Linked DNA regions of Gossypium hirsutum: region 2 is linked to region 1. Evidence: chromatin contacts called from public Hi-C data. All regions are on one chromosome and are shown on one strand. The core of a region is the stretch at or near the end of the contact, and the rest is flanking DNA. Distances in the headings are between cores, read along the strand shown. Region 1 has its middle 10 kb from the start of LOC121217130. Region 2 holds the start of LOC121210213 (violaxanthin de-epoxidase, chloroplastic).

Evidence for each region. A called contact is a pair of places that touch in the nucleus more often than the background predicts.
Region 2: a contact with region 1 is called in a Hi-C map of leaf, with 2.4 times the contacts expected there. The contact joins the promoter of LOC121210213 here to the enhancer-like site in region 1. A contact is called at or near these places in 6 of 34 Hi-C or Micro-C datasets (anther, leaf and petal).

The regions. Positions count from the first base shown.
Region 1 is chrA02:100,023,354-100,030,661 of Gossypium_hirsutum_v2.1, forward strand. No RefSeq gene overlaps it. Among protein-coding and RNA genes, the nearest start is that of LOC121217130, 10 kb to the left of the region's middle. Within about 2 kb of position 4,683, at least 3 of the 9 cell types and tissues checked have an H3K27ac peak or open chromatin away from gene starts, as enhancers often do. A contact at or near this core is called in leaf, where this site is marked.
Region 2 is chrA02:100,080,012-100,087,319 of Gossypium_hirsutum_v2.1, forward strand. It overlaps LOC121210213 (violaxanthin de-epoxidase, chloroplastic), which reads left to right and starts at 4,644. Exons shown (of 3, transcript XM_041082323.1): 1 at 4,644-5,096; 2 at 5,450-6,797; 3 at 6,881-7,252. The coding sequence starts at 4,788. The coding sequence ends at 6,760. LOC121217059 (U5 spliceosomal RNA) reads right to left here and starts at 7,005; the gene lies at 6,889-7,005. It also overlaps the pseudogene LOC121210197.

The DNA of each region.
Region 1 (7,308 bases), core at 3,433-5,932:
ATTTTGGAAAATTTTAATTTTTTCTTATATTATTTACATAAAAAAGATTTTAATACTTTTATTAATTTAATATTAGAGTGATTATCTTAATATTAAATTTAATTTAATGTTTATCTACTTATTATTTTAATAAGATTTAATATTAAATTTAATCTAATATTTAGTGATTAAGTTTAATCATAGCTGAACTCTCTAAACTCTTGTTATATAAAGAGAGCCTTGGGTCGTTATTTACACACACTTGAATTCAAAAGAAAGTTGTAAAGAGAAAATTCTCTGAATAGATTATTTCAGAAAATTTCTAAAGATATTTCTATGATGCACAACTTGACCCAAAAGTTCAAAGAAATTGTAAAATTACACCACTGGTAATTTTTATGAAATATTTTTTGATTCGAGGCGAGCCCACACTTGGCAAACGTGAACTTGAGGATAGCGGAGAAGACTACTCGGTTGAAGTGTTCATCCTAGACGAATCAAAAATATACAATTTAGATTTAATGCTTATTACTTTAGATATCATAACCAATATCTTTTTTTGGGAAAAAAATTAAAAACTCTATTTTCCCAAAATTTATATTCCGCTGCGTTTTTCAAACCAGTTTTTCCAATAGAAAAAAAAAGCACATAGACATTTCGTTGTCACTTTGTTCGAGAGGTGATCATTCAAGGGGATGTTCATATTCATAAAATTGGCATAGAACGCAATCTGATCAACATGTTAACAAAAAGTCTTATAGTTTCAAAGTTTGAGTGTTGCTTGGACTTGGTAAGTATTCGACGAAGTTCAAATTAGGCTCATAATAGGGCTTGGCAAAGGAGTTAAGTGAAGTACGAGTCAAGGTGGAGATTTGTGAAAGTATGCACTGCATTTCGATCAAAACAGTGTATGACGTCGCAACGAGAAGAAGCTCTTCATCCCGACGAAAGGAAATTCGTTGTCTCCATGAAATGATCCTTCTTCGTCTCGACGACCAAACACCACATCATGATGTGGCAATGTGTTCCTCAAGTTTCTCGTCTTTCTTCTATCAGTTAAACTTTGTTTTAGTTTCTCATTTAAACTCTGATTAACCTAAGGATATTCTAGTAATATATGCTACGAATTTTAGCCTATAAATAGGCCTTAGTTACTCTAGGTTTTATATAGAAAAAATATTTCGATTGAGAGAATTATATTTTTTGTTTTGAAGGTTTTTTCTTTTGGGGTTTCGGGTTTTTATTTTTGATTCTCTTCTCCTCTTGTACCCTTCTATTATTATAGTGAAATTTCCTTTTGCCCGTGGCTTTTTTATCATTTTTTGAGGAGTTTTTCTATGTTAAATTAGTGTGTTGATCTTTTCAATATCCTAGTTATTTTTCTTGTTCGTTGCATACACGGATTAATTCCCAACAAACAAATTAATCTAATTAAGTAACATTGTTAAACATTATAATTAAAATGTAAACATGAAAATTAAAAATTATAATATAAAAATTAATAAAAATAAATAATTTAATAATTTATATACAATAAATTAACAAAAAATAACATTTCAATTTTATGTATTTATCAACAACCATTCAATTTTCAAAAAATAAAATCACCAAATTATAACAAAATTAAAATAAAAAAATTATTTAAGTAAAATAATGGAATTCATTATTAAAGTTAACTTATTAGCAACCAATGGATTTTTTTACAAAGTTAATCATTAATTTAGGCTTAACCTCAAAATTCAATTACAAAAGTAAATTGTAGACTGAACTCATTAGTAAACAAAAGAAAAAGAAATACACTTATTTCATAACCAAAAAAAAAAAAAGGACAAGTGTCAAAAAATTGTAAATGGGGCATAAAAAGAGGCAAACTGCAAATTAATCTACACTTAACCTCACCATCTAAGCAAACAAAATTTATTAATGATTACCTATTTGTTCTATAAATGCATAATGTTTTTTCGTCTATACTATTATTTAAAATTATAAAATTGAGAAATAATTTAAAAAATATTAATTATATAAAATTATATTATTATAAAGGTATCTTCAATTTTCAAATATTATTATATAAAATTAATAAAATCCCACGAAAGAAATATCATTATTTTTAAACCTTGAGTTTCACTATTATAACCAAAACTATTTATTTATTTTTACTCACATCATTCATAAAAAAATAAAATAAAATAATAATAATAATAAAACTGATTACAAAAGGGTGAATGAGTGAAGGGTGGGTCAGCTATTTGATCACTTGACCAAGTAAATTGTTTGAATTTAAAATATAATTTATTAGGTGTAAAGCAGTAAAAAATTGTGGAAGTGATGAAAATGAAATGTGAAAATTGAAGATAGTTTTATATGAAATTAAAATAGGCAATTTTATGCACATTTCAACACAATTAATATTTAAAAAGTTGACATTTATCAATAAATTAGTAATTAATTAAAAACAAAAATGACAACGCATATCTATTTATTACTCATTTGTGCCCACTTCAAGGATTACTGATTACTTTTGGTCAAACTGCTTTGTTATATATCAACAATCAAATGGATGATCGTTGAACATTTATTAGGGATCCCATTTCACCATCACACATTAAAACACGTTTTTAAATATACAAACTGTAAATAAAAATATTCCATCAATATGAACCTCATAGACATTGATACATGAATTCTGTCATCTTCTACTTGGCCATATATCACTAGATGAGTGCTTTTATTTTGGTTTTTTTTAATGCCCTTTTAATCATAAATATAATTTTAAATAAATATAACTTTAAAAGATTTATGATGACAAATAAATATTATAAAAATTGTGAATGATAAATACTTTTATATGTTTGGTCATAAATTCTAACTATCATCTATTGCAACTTTAATTTCTCTTTTTTTTTAAAAAAAACTTTAATTTCATTTAACAATAAAAAAATGAGTTTTCAGTTTTTATTCTGTTTAATTTATGCTCTTACTCCCTACAATTTTTGCACATTTAAAAATTAATCCATCTACGTTTTTTTTTTTTGTGAAAACTAATGTATCCATCATCAATAGTAATGATTAATCCCTTTGCGTCAATGCTCTCTGAATAAGTAAACAATTGGTCACGAAATGTGCTCTATCACTATAAGTAGGGATCGAACCCCTGATCACATGATTAAGGGACAAGATGAGCAATTATCATGTCATACCTTGTGGTTAGTTTATCTATGTTTAATTCTAGGAATTTAATCTCTTGTACTCTTTTGATTTAATAATTAAAGTCTAGTTAATAGCATTGTTAAAGGAAATCCGTTAAATTAAAAATATGAAAAGCGAAATAAACAATAAGGGTTTTTAGTTCTAAATCAAGAATTGTAATAGCAGAGTAAAAATCGATAATTTTCTTTTTGCCTACATAACTTGCACACAATCATAAATTTTTTTTGATTAATAGAAGTGGTATAAATTAAATTGTTGAAATTAAAATTAGATGGAGTAAAGCAGAATTAGACTTTTTTCCACTTTATTTATAAATTGGATATCAGATTTGATTAATAATTGACACCACACCACCTTGAATACGTCAATTTATAGTCAAAAATCAGATTCTAAGGTCAATCCAGCATGAGGGGTCACACCAAACCATGACATGAAGAGGCAGTAACAAGGAAAATCCAATGAAATATTATTAATTAATAGGAACAAACACCATTTTCAATAGAATTATTTTTAATTACCATGTTTTGGCTTTTTGAATTTGTTTGTTTGGGTGTAAAGGGGTATGTGTGAAAGTGCAAGGAAATGACTTCAAGATAAGATCTTGACCTTCTTATTCCGCTAATCCATGGAGAAATTGGGTCAGTCAAAGAAGGATACAAGGAAGCTTCATTTGACAGCACTAACAGTATTTGGCTGGAAAATTTTTAAAAGGTTTTTACCACTAATTTGCTTCTCAGTGATTTTGACCTTCCGGAACTGATGAGATTAACATTAATTTGGCTTTTGCTTTAGTCAAACCAATCTTTTTGATGATAACTACTATACGTAGTTGCCTAGCAACTCCCCTTTTACATTTTCATTTTAATATTTCATCTTTGTCCCATTCAAATGCAACAAAATAATATATCTACTATATTGTAATTCTTGATTTCTTTAGATCTCACAACCTGTTTATGCTTTTCATTTTGATGTATTTTTTGTTTACTTTTATTATATAAAAAGAGTTTAAATAAATTCGATTTCTAATTTAAATATAAAAATTAATAAATGAACTTAATCGAACACAAGCTTTCGAATATAGAAATTCACCTTGGGTTGAACTCAAATGAAATATAATTGTCATCAGGTAATCAAGCTGGATTACACCTCCATATATTCTCAATCTTATGCTAATCAATCCTTTAATCCAGAAAATCCACTTTCATCAAGAAAAAAGCTTAAAAGCTAAAATTGCATTACCAAATCTGGAAGAATTGCTTGGAATTTCATCAGAAAGGAACAGATGATAGAAAAGTCAGTAATTGGACCAAAGTAACCTATAAAATTATATATTTAATTTAGTGAGGTTCCAATCATTAATTGTTGGACAGGCCCTCCAACTCCAAGAAAGCACTTTCCTGGAATTAGTGTTTGCTCACCCACCTACCCCTCCTTAAATATGTGGGTGGTTTAGGATTTGATTAAAGCACAAATGAATTTTGCTTTTTAGTTCAGCCACTTATTATAAGAGCAATATCAGCAACATCCATGGGGTTCATGGTAGGTTCTTGATGTCTGCTGCTGGTGGCTAATCTAAAGTGCAACCGTGACTTAAAATGAAGATAAAAGCTTGACTTATCACTAAATTGTTTCCTGAATATATATTAAAAATTAAAAAAAATAATCAATTAATGTTAGGTATAGTAGTAAAATTAATTGTATTTTTAAGAAGACTAGGTTTAAATATTGGGAATGGCATTATTGGGAGGGGTAGCTCCAAGGGCGGAAGCCAGGGGCTAGCAGCACCCCGACTTCCTTAAAATGAAAAATTTTTTTTAGTCCCTTATAATTTATAGAAATTTAAATTAATAATGATAAAATTACACTTTACCCTTCAATAATAATAAATTTTTGATTTAATTTTTTAAAAAGTATAAAGATATAAAATATTAAAATAATAAAATTATAATTTCATTATTATAAAAATATATAACTAATTAAACAACTCCAAACCACCCAACAAGTAAAAAATAAAAATAAAAATAAAAAATCAGCTGGATTAACAAATAAAAGAAATTGCAGCCATATGCAGTATCTTAGAGAGAAGCTCACAAACGACTTAGCATCTCTTAAATTGGAAAGATCTTTACAAATAGTCAATGGAAAAAAACATGCAACTGTTGGAATCACATCTTTGTCGGCAATTTGCCAAAATTTCCTTTCTTGTGAAACTTTATGATCCTCAAACAGTTGGTTTGAATGGGTAAAAAAAAATTATAATAGTTGTATAAGTTATAGATTTAATTTATATGTTTTAATTTATTAAATTTAGTCTTTGTACTAAATTTTGAGATTTCAGTCTTGATCTAAACAATAATAGTTAAATTTCGTTGATTAATTTTTAATTTTATCTTGTACTATACTTAAAGTTGTAAATATAATCGATGTTTTTCAAATAGATTGTTTTTAGTCTCTATAATTCTTGAATTCTAAAATTTTAGTTTTGATGTAAACAACTATTAATTGACGTTTTGTGAGTAGTATGTGAAAAATAATAAATTTAGACAATATTCCACATAATTTTGAAAATAATAAAAATTAACTTAACAAATTTAATAACTACATTTGGTGAGGATCCCAATTTTAAAATTCAAAAGCACAAAGATTAAAATAATTAATTTAAAGTACATGCAATAGCAAATTTAACGGATTAGCATATAAATAATAGCTATCTTTTTTAATTTTTAACGTATGATTTAAAAACTCTTTATTGTGAAAATTAGTTGTGAATGCTTAATGGTTAAAAGAAAGAGAATGCGATAGCTAACAACTCCATTAACATTCTTTACTTAAATTTTGTGGTTCTCTTTTTTATGCTAAATAACTATATATGAGAAAACATTTATTTATACCAATATAAAATTTAGATACGGTATTATTAAGAGGAATAATTATGAACCTTAAACATGGACATTAAAACAAACATGAAGGATAAAAAAAAAGTAGTTTTATATATTTTCTTATATTTTGTATGATTAGTATTTTAACGATTTAACTGTTAAATTTTATATTCTATTCATATAAATCATGCAAGTCAAATTTGACATGAATCTAAAACTTTTAACTACTTGTTTTATGTTAAAAAAAAAGAAGAAGAAAATTTCAATTGTTCAAATAAATATTAATATATATAATATTTTCAACCAATATGATAGAAATATCGAATTGATTCAAAAATTTACATACATACCAAGTATAATTATATCAATAAATTTAATGATTAAATCATTAAAATAATAATAGTATAAAAATATACGTAAAAATACAAAAAGATATTAATTTTACACTACATATAATCTCTCACTCCACTGTTGTCCATAATGTTAAAGTGCATGGTTTATGTCTTTTTTTCCTCTTTTACTCAAAATTATAAGGGATAATTTGAATTCCCTCCCACCATTTTGTTAATTTATGGTGATAGGATTGGGTACCCCCAAAGACTTAAATTGCATTAAGAAATAGACGTGTGCCTAAATTGGCATTTCCCATGGGAACAATTGAAAGTCTGGGTTGAATTTTCATTTGATAATTTGCATGTTTTCCAGTTTCAGTGAAGGTGAGATAAAAATGGCAAGAATTGAATTGACATTTATATATGGAATATGGGGTGCAGCCGTTGATCTGATCTTGACTTGTGTGCATTCTTTACACAATTCAGTTATCTGTATGGGAACATATTCATTACTTTGTGTTCAGATTACTTTTTTTTTTTTTTGAGTGGTGTTCTTTAGTATTTTTACCTAAAATTAGTGCAACTTGCTATATCTTTTAATGCCATGTTTTTATGTCTATTTTTAGATAAAGATTAGGAGTGCTAAATATGTTTATCACTAGTTTTTTATTTGTTTTGTTTTGGTTAGTAGTGATGGTGAATATTGTGTGTTTTATGAACACACTAATTCTTTTACCTATCATCCTGTATATTAATTAAAATATTTTTAAATTGAACTTTTAAAAAATATATAACAATATAAATGTCTCGTTAGTTAGTTTGGACATATGATATTAAAATAATTTAAAAAATTAAATAAAAATAATATTATGACACGAAATAGGTAAACAGTTTGTAGTTTTAAAAAA
Region 2 (7,308 bases), core at 3,394-5,893, 57 kb after region 1:
AAGGTTTGCTTGAAATTTAGGTGGGTTTGAGAAAAAATATTAAGTCAATTAAATTTGTTTAAAATATGGATCGGGCTCGGGCTTGAAAATTTAATGCCTAAGTCCAACACATTTGAAGTTTATAATATTTTATATTATGTTATTTTTATATATTATGTAATTTAGAACACATTAAAAAAATAAGCATGTCCTCTATGTAAACATTAAAATGATATTAAGATGATTATATAAAAAAATTAATAAATAAAAATGTATAAAACTATTAAATATTAAAATAAAATAAAATAAATAATTTTTAAAAATCATCAAAGAATAATATGGGCGAGCCTAAAATAGGCTTAGATTAATCTTTTGCAAATATAGGTGAGTTTGTGCAAAATTTTGGGTCCAGATTTTGAGTCAAGTAGGGATTGGGCAAATATAAAGTATGTTGATATCATGTTTAGGCTCAACCTGACCTGTGAGCACCTCTACACATAATCTTTCTACCGGGGACATAGCTAGGGGAGTTGGTAGGAGATTTTCCCCCCTAAAATGAATTATTTTTTTATTTAGACCTTTTAAAATTTTTAAAAATTTAAATTAGTAAATGTAAAATTATATTTTGGCCCCTTAAAATGATAAAAAATTAATTTAATCTTTTAAAAATTATAAAGATATAAACTATTAAAATAATAAAATTATATTTTTATTATTATAAAAATTATAATTTAATTTTAACCCGGTAAAAGAATTTTGTAACTTCGCGCTTACTAGGAAGCCGTATTGATTTGCTTTTTTCAGTTGGATTCTTCATATTGATTTGATTTCTAATAAATGTATTTAAAGGTTAAGTTATACATCTAAACATGGAGCCCATTCTTTATTCAAAATTTTATAACTTAATCTAAACCCATTATCTTAAAACCCAACCCATAATATAATTCCTATAATCCTAAAGCCTTGAGCGTGCCCATATTTCCATTTCGGTTGTCAGCCCTAGTCTTTACTTTGCTCTTTTCTATTATTTTGTTATTTTTGGTAAAATATCATAGAGACCCATATATCATAGATTTTTTTTTTGTGAACTTGGTATAGATCATGTGATTAGATAAAAATTAATTAAATTTTAATTTAATTGGTATAATATTGTTATTGGCATAAAAAGAGGAAAAATATTTATTTTCACAAATTCAACCACTTTAATAAAATTTAAAATTTTTCTCTTACATCCAAAAAGATTTTCAAATATTTTTATTACTTTTAATAATAATATTTAAAAATATTATATTATATTATTTTTCATCCATGAGTGAGTGAAACAATATTATTTGGATATATTTGAAGTAAATTCTAGATATTCTTGTTGTAAATAATCCCAACAAAGTAAAGACGGAGTTAGGACTTTAAGAAATCCAATTAGGTTGGTTTAAAAATATAGCTTTTTTGCAATGATTAAATTTTGATGTTTTTAATTCCTTTTTATGTTTTTTTGATCATTCGTGTCTTTTTTGAAGTGGCAATGCTTTAAGAAAAGGTGAAGATTTCAATATTAATATAAAAATTTTAATAATATACTTAAGATTAATTAAAAAACCTAAACATCAAATAATCTTCTCGATTCATTTTTAAAGAAATAAAAATTTCACTATATTCGAAATATAAAATAAAAATATGTATTTAATACACCAAACAAAATTTATAAAATAACGACTCAATTATCGTATTTCATTTTTAACAATATTAGATCAGGTCTGGAACTAAATTAAAATTTTATAATTATTTATTTTATATAAAATAACTGGAATTATTTTATTTATTTGTAAGCTCTTCCACGAAAGCTTTAATGTTGTTATATGAAGTCCCTCCTTCCTCCACAGCTTCTTTAGCCAAATCCTTCCATTTCTTGGCATTCTTTCTAATTTCTTCACCTCCCATCACCATTTCCAAGCATCTTTTTATCTCACCAGCTTCAACCATTCCATCTTCATTCTGTCTTAGACGTACACCTGTTTTCCATACATCTTGGACGAGCTTGGAATTGGTTCCTTGGTCTACCCATTGAGGAAATGTCACCATAGGTACCCCTGAAACCAAGCTTTCGAACGTCGAGTTCCACCCACCGTGTGTTAAAAAACATCCGATCGATGGGTGGGAAAGAACTTGCACTTGTGAGCACCATGGCACTATCATCCCTATCTTTTTCAGTTCATTTAACCTACTCAATGAATCCTTTTCTTGTTCATCAGTACTTTCCCTTATCACCCACAAAAATGGACGCCCAGTTTCAAGCAACCCCTTCGCGAGTAGCTCCATTTGTGGTTTAGCCAATGTGGAAAGGCTCCCAAATGCGACATAAATGACTGATGTTTCAGGCTTTGTGTTGAGCCATTCCATTTCTTTATGCTCTTTTGTGACCTTGAAAAGATCACCTCCCATGGATGTTTCAGCAAGGTTTGGCATTAGTGGTCCGATTCCGACCATACTGTACCACTTGTCAGCCGCTTTTATGGCTTCAGTTTCTAATAGGTCGAACGTGTTAACTAAAACTCTGGGGTTGGTAAAACTCTGGGGTTGGTCTCTTGGTCAAGAACTTGTACATGTTCTTTCATGGTTAAGAGTGGCATAGCTTGTGGATTGGACGGGATGAAAAAGGAAGGTAAATCATGGCGAGAAAGCGGTGGCAGCCCCGGCATCTGAACTGTAAACGTGGGGTCATCGATGTTTTTGGTAATGATCTCATCGTATCCCTTGAAGTAATGGTAACAGATGTTCAAAAGAGAAGCAGGTTGGAACCAGAGGAGGGTGGCTGGGATGTGAAACTCACGAGCCACCGTTGCCACCCAAGGGAGAAGAGTACAGTAAACAATGGAAGTGAACCTAGTGCCTTGATCAGCAAGAAACTCTCTCAAGGATTGAGTACCGTGACGCTTTGTCTCGGACAGGTAATGATTCGTGTCACCGGAAAGTTGAAAGGCATGGTCATAGCCGTCGGAGTAATAGGCGTAGGACAAGCCATGGACAGGTGAAGCTTTGTTGAATTGGTGAATCATGGAAGAAACCGACATCAACGTGACGTGGACACCACTGTTGATGAGTTTATTTGCAAATTGAAGGGAAGGGTTAATGTGGCCTTGAGAAGCGAAAGTTACTAAGAGGACTTGGGGGGGTTGTTGTTGTTGGTCCGCCATTGAAGGACAGATGATGAGTCGGTATTCTAGTTATAACTTGACAGTTAATGGAATGAGGATAATTGCAGAGGCTGCTATGGGTTCTTATACACACCAAAAAAAGAAGAAGTAATAATTGGAGTTGAAAATGTGACGTTTGCGGTGACGCCCCGCTCAATTGAAAATGCTTTTTAAGTTAAAATAGTCTGTACATATATATATATACACGAAAGGTTTCGAAGATTGGATTATGCATTTCATTCATCCCCTGGCATTTGTGAAAAGTACGAGGATACGACGATTCACAAGTTTGTAGCCAAGTTTAGTGATAATCGCGTGTATCCTCTATTATTTCTTCATTCTTAAAATATTTATCATATAAAAATGTAAAATTAAAATAATTTTACACAAATATATTAATAGAGATAATACATATAAAATAGAGAATTTGATTGTGCAACAATATTTATTATTATGAACCTTACCAATGGACAAGTTATGGGATTAGAATCTTTAAGAGGCTGCTATGGTTTTCTTTTTATAATACACAATTGGAATTGAGAATTGACGTTTGCGATGATGCAGCCGCCGGGCAATGCCTTCTGTAAAGTGGGTGATGCTGAAATACACACAATCCAATCTGATTCAGAATTGGTGAAATTCAATGTTATTACTAACTTCAAACTTTATATTTTTAAATTACAACATAATCCACACCAAACCACTGCTCACTTAAGTACACAACTTTCTAATTCACTTCAATTTCAAATTTTATAAATTATAGGGATTAAATTTGATAAAATTAGGACATAAATACTAAATTTACAATCTAAGGATAGTGCAGGGACTAATAACAGAATTTAACTTCTCTGAATTAATATTTCGAGGGTAAAACACTTCTCTAGTCTCTCTTAATTTTGAAACTGTCAATTAGTCTCTCTTTCGTCAATTGTGTATAATTTTGATATAGTAACAATTTTATCCCTCAATGTTTACATATATATATATTTTTAATTTGAGTTTGATTTTAAAAAATTCAACAAATTTAATCTCAAACATTTACATATTTGCAAAAATATTGTGGGTTAAATTTATTAACCCACAATATATATATTTTGATATAGTAACAAATTTATCCCTCAATGTTTACATATATATATATTTTTAATTTGAGTTTGATTTTAAAAAATTCAACAAATTTAATCTCAAACATTTACATATTTGCAAAAATATTGTGGGTTAAATTTATTAAATTATGATCAAATTGATAGAATGTGTAAATTATCAGAGCTAAATTTGTTATTATACTAGTCAAATTCATGTAAAATTGTTTAAAAATATTATTGCTTTTATTAATTGTCCTTAGTTGCTTACTTTCAAAATTTACAGGATTAAATTATTTTCATCTTTTTTTTCGAGGGATCAATTTGTTTAATATTAAAATTAAGAGGACCGGAGCGTATGTTAACATATCCTTCAACAGAAACACGCCACGTATTGAAACGCCGGTTCTAGCAAGTTGGAAAAGGCGGGCGGGTTCTACACTCCTCTAACAACCAACCACCATTTTCAATCCTACTTAGTTTAGCGTTCCAAGTAACTCTCCCTCCCACTCTTACCTTTCAAGCCCGTAAAGTCATGAGCTTGGTTCTGGAACCTCCGCCTCCACCTCTATCCAAATCCAAAACCGGTGCTCCGCTCAAACGCTGCTTCACCTCCATCCGCACCGCGTTATCTCCGCCAAACCATCGATTCAGAGCCTCTCGTTTTCCACTTCATCCGACTTCCAGCTCTAGACCAACTGTTACTGTGGTTCTAAAGACGGAGAAGGAAAAAAATGCGGTGACGGAGCAAAAAGACCCGCCGGTAAGGATTGTGGCAGTGGTCGGCCAAGGAAGCGTCAGCCCATTAAAATGCACCCCCTGGGAGGAGGTTATGATGCACACCGTAAGTGTTACTATTTTTTACTTGATATTTTCTTCAAATTCATTTTTTTTTCGTTCTCATTTTACTTTTTGTTTAAGATTTTGAAAGTTATTTGGAAAATCTTTTTTTTCATATAGATTTAAAATTTCGACAAAAAAATAAAGAAAAAAAGAGTCTATGATTTTACAATTTTACTAACATTGATAGTAAATTAATTTAGTGTAGCAAAACTTGCAATTGAACCTAAAAAGCTATCAGTTTATTTTGTAGTGTTGCATTTACATTAATGGACTTTTTTATTGAGCAACTGGAATTTTGATAGTGCTATTTTGGGAATTATATATGGTTTCTTGATTGTTTATGCTACTGATCAGGCAAAAAGATTGAAATGGGTGGATGAAGGATATGAAATGGTTGTTTTCCCTGACAATTTCCATCAATCTAATGATCAAACAGCCATGGATCTGCAAAAGGAATTGGCTTGTGCAGATATTTTGCTAGTTGTAGCTGTTACTAATCAAGACTCGGTGAAATGGATTGGGACAAATAGCGGAAACATCCCTAACGTAATCTGCTTTGAATCCGATCCGGGTTTGGTTAACAAATTAGGAGGCTCTTATGTCCACAGTGAAATGAAAGGAAGTATCTTTGACAAATTGGTGGGAATTTCTCAACTGAAGAAAACAGATGAAACAAAGGAAGTTGTGCAAACCGTATCGGAGGCATGGGACCGGTGTAATTCTGACGATATAAGGTTCTGTTTGTTGGTTATTATCAATGCTTATATTCAGCCAGTCCCGGTCTTGAAGAACTTGAGATCAAAGGGCTTTTCAACCCTGAACTGTATGGTGAAGAATTGTGGACCTCAGATATTGGATTGTCTTATGGATCCGAATTGTAGGAAAGCACTTCAATGCTTGAACAAATGCAGCCCTGTAGATCAGGTGTGTAATTATCGGTGTATTGCTTCATTTGAAAGTCCGAAACTAGAAGCATTTTCTCTGTGTGTTCTTCAGAAAAACAATTGTCTTGATTTAGATGCGAAGATCCCCGAAAAGCCGTACGTGCAGCCTATGCTTAAGTTTCGAGGGAAGGACTTGTGCCATGAAACCGCCAAAGATTTATTTGTTGGTTGGTTGGGGAGTTTGGATTGGAGTTGGCGAGTCGTAGCAGGACAGAACCCAGCCTATGATCAGTTCCCATGTCAGTACCAGCTATTTTACAGGGGAAAGGCGAAGGGATCGTTTTGGTACGAGCCAGTTTTTCAGGTTAAAACTTTAGAAGGAGAATTGGTTTGGAGGCGTCGTAAATATCGAGTCAAGAGAGCAAACGTTCCAGGGACATTTTACTTCAGTGTCTTGGATAACGGGGTTGTTTCGAACGAGTATTGGACAATCGTAGATGTATCAGAAAATTTTAGCTGGGGTCTGTTCCATTACCATGGGGCAGCACGAGTGGCCGGACAATCGTATACTGGAGCAGTGCTGGTTAGTCCGGATGGGACATACCCTAAACAGACACAGAACAACAGATTATCTTCAGCTTTGGAGAAATGTGGAATTAAGGAATGGGAATTATATACGGTTGATAACTGTGCATGCCAAGATCCTCCATTAGGAATTCCAGAAGGTTCAAGTTTACATTCAATGGTTGATGCAAAAGACCAGAGCTGGAGCTCAGTTTAAGGATGGCCTAATGTTCATGAATTCCTAGAGTGAATAGGTGAGTTTCGAAGTTAGAATGTGATATTTTGATTTTTTCATTTTTAATACCTGAAACTAAATTTTAAAGTCTTTCACTAACAGTTGATAGAGGCGTTCCATATAGAACCACCCTCCAAAAATAGGCGTATGCCGCTAAGAGCCGCGAGCACACGGTATTCTTTAGTAAAAGGCGAAAGAATAGTTCGCTTTGTGCTCACCGCACGGCTCCTTGATTTTTATATCTCCATTAGCTCTTTAATTTATGGAAGTGGGTTGGGATGCTGTTTTATGTATTGAGGCGATGTGGGATCCTTTTCCTCCAATTTCGACTGTTTTTAGGGTTTAGGGGCCTGCAGTTCTCCACTCCTCTGCTAAATTTCACACTTTTCTATAACGTTTTCCTCTCATTTTTTAATCCTCTAATTTTATAAGCTAATATGGTACAATAAATTCCTAATCCTATGTTTGTTTTTATTGGATTTTTGTCTTGTTTGAATAAATATATCTCCTACTTTTCTTTGAAATATTTA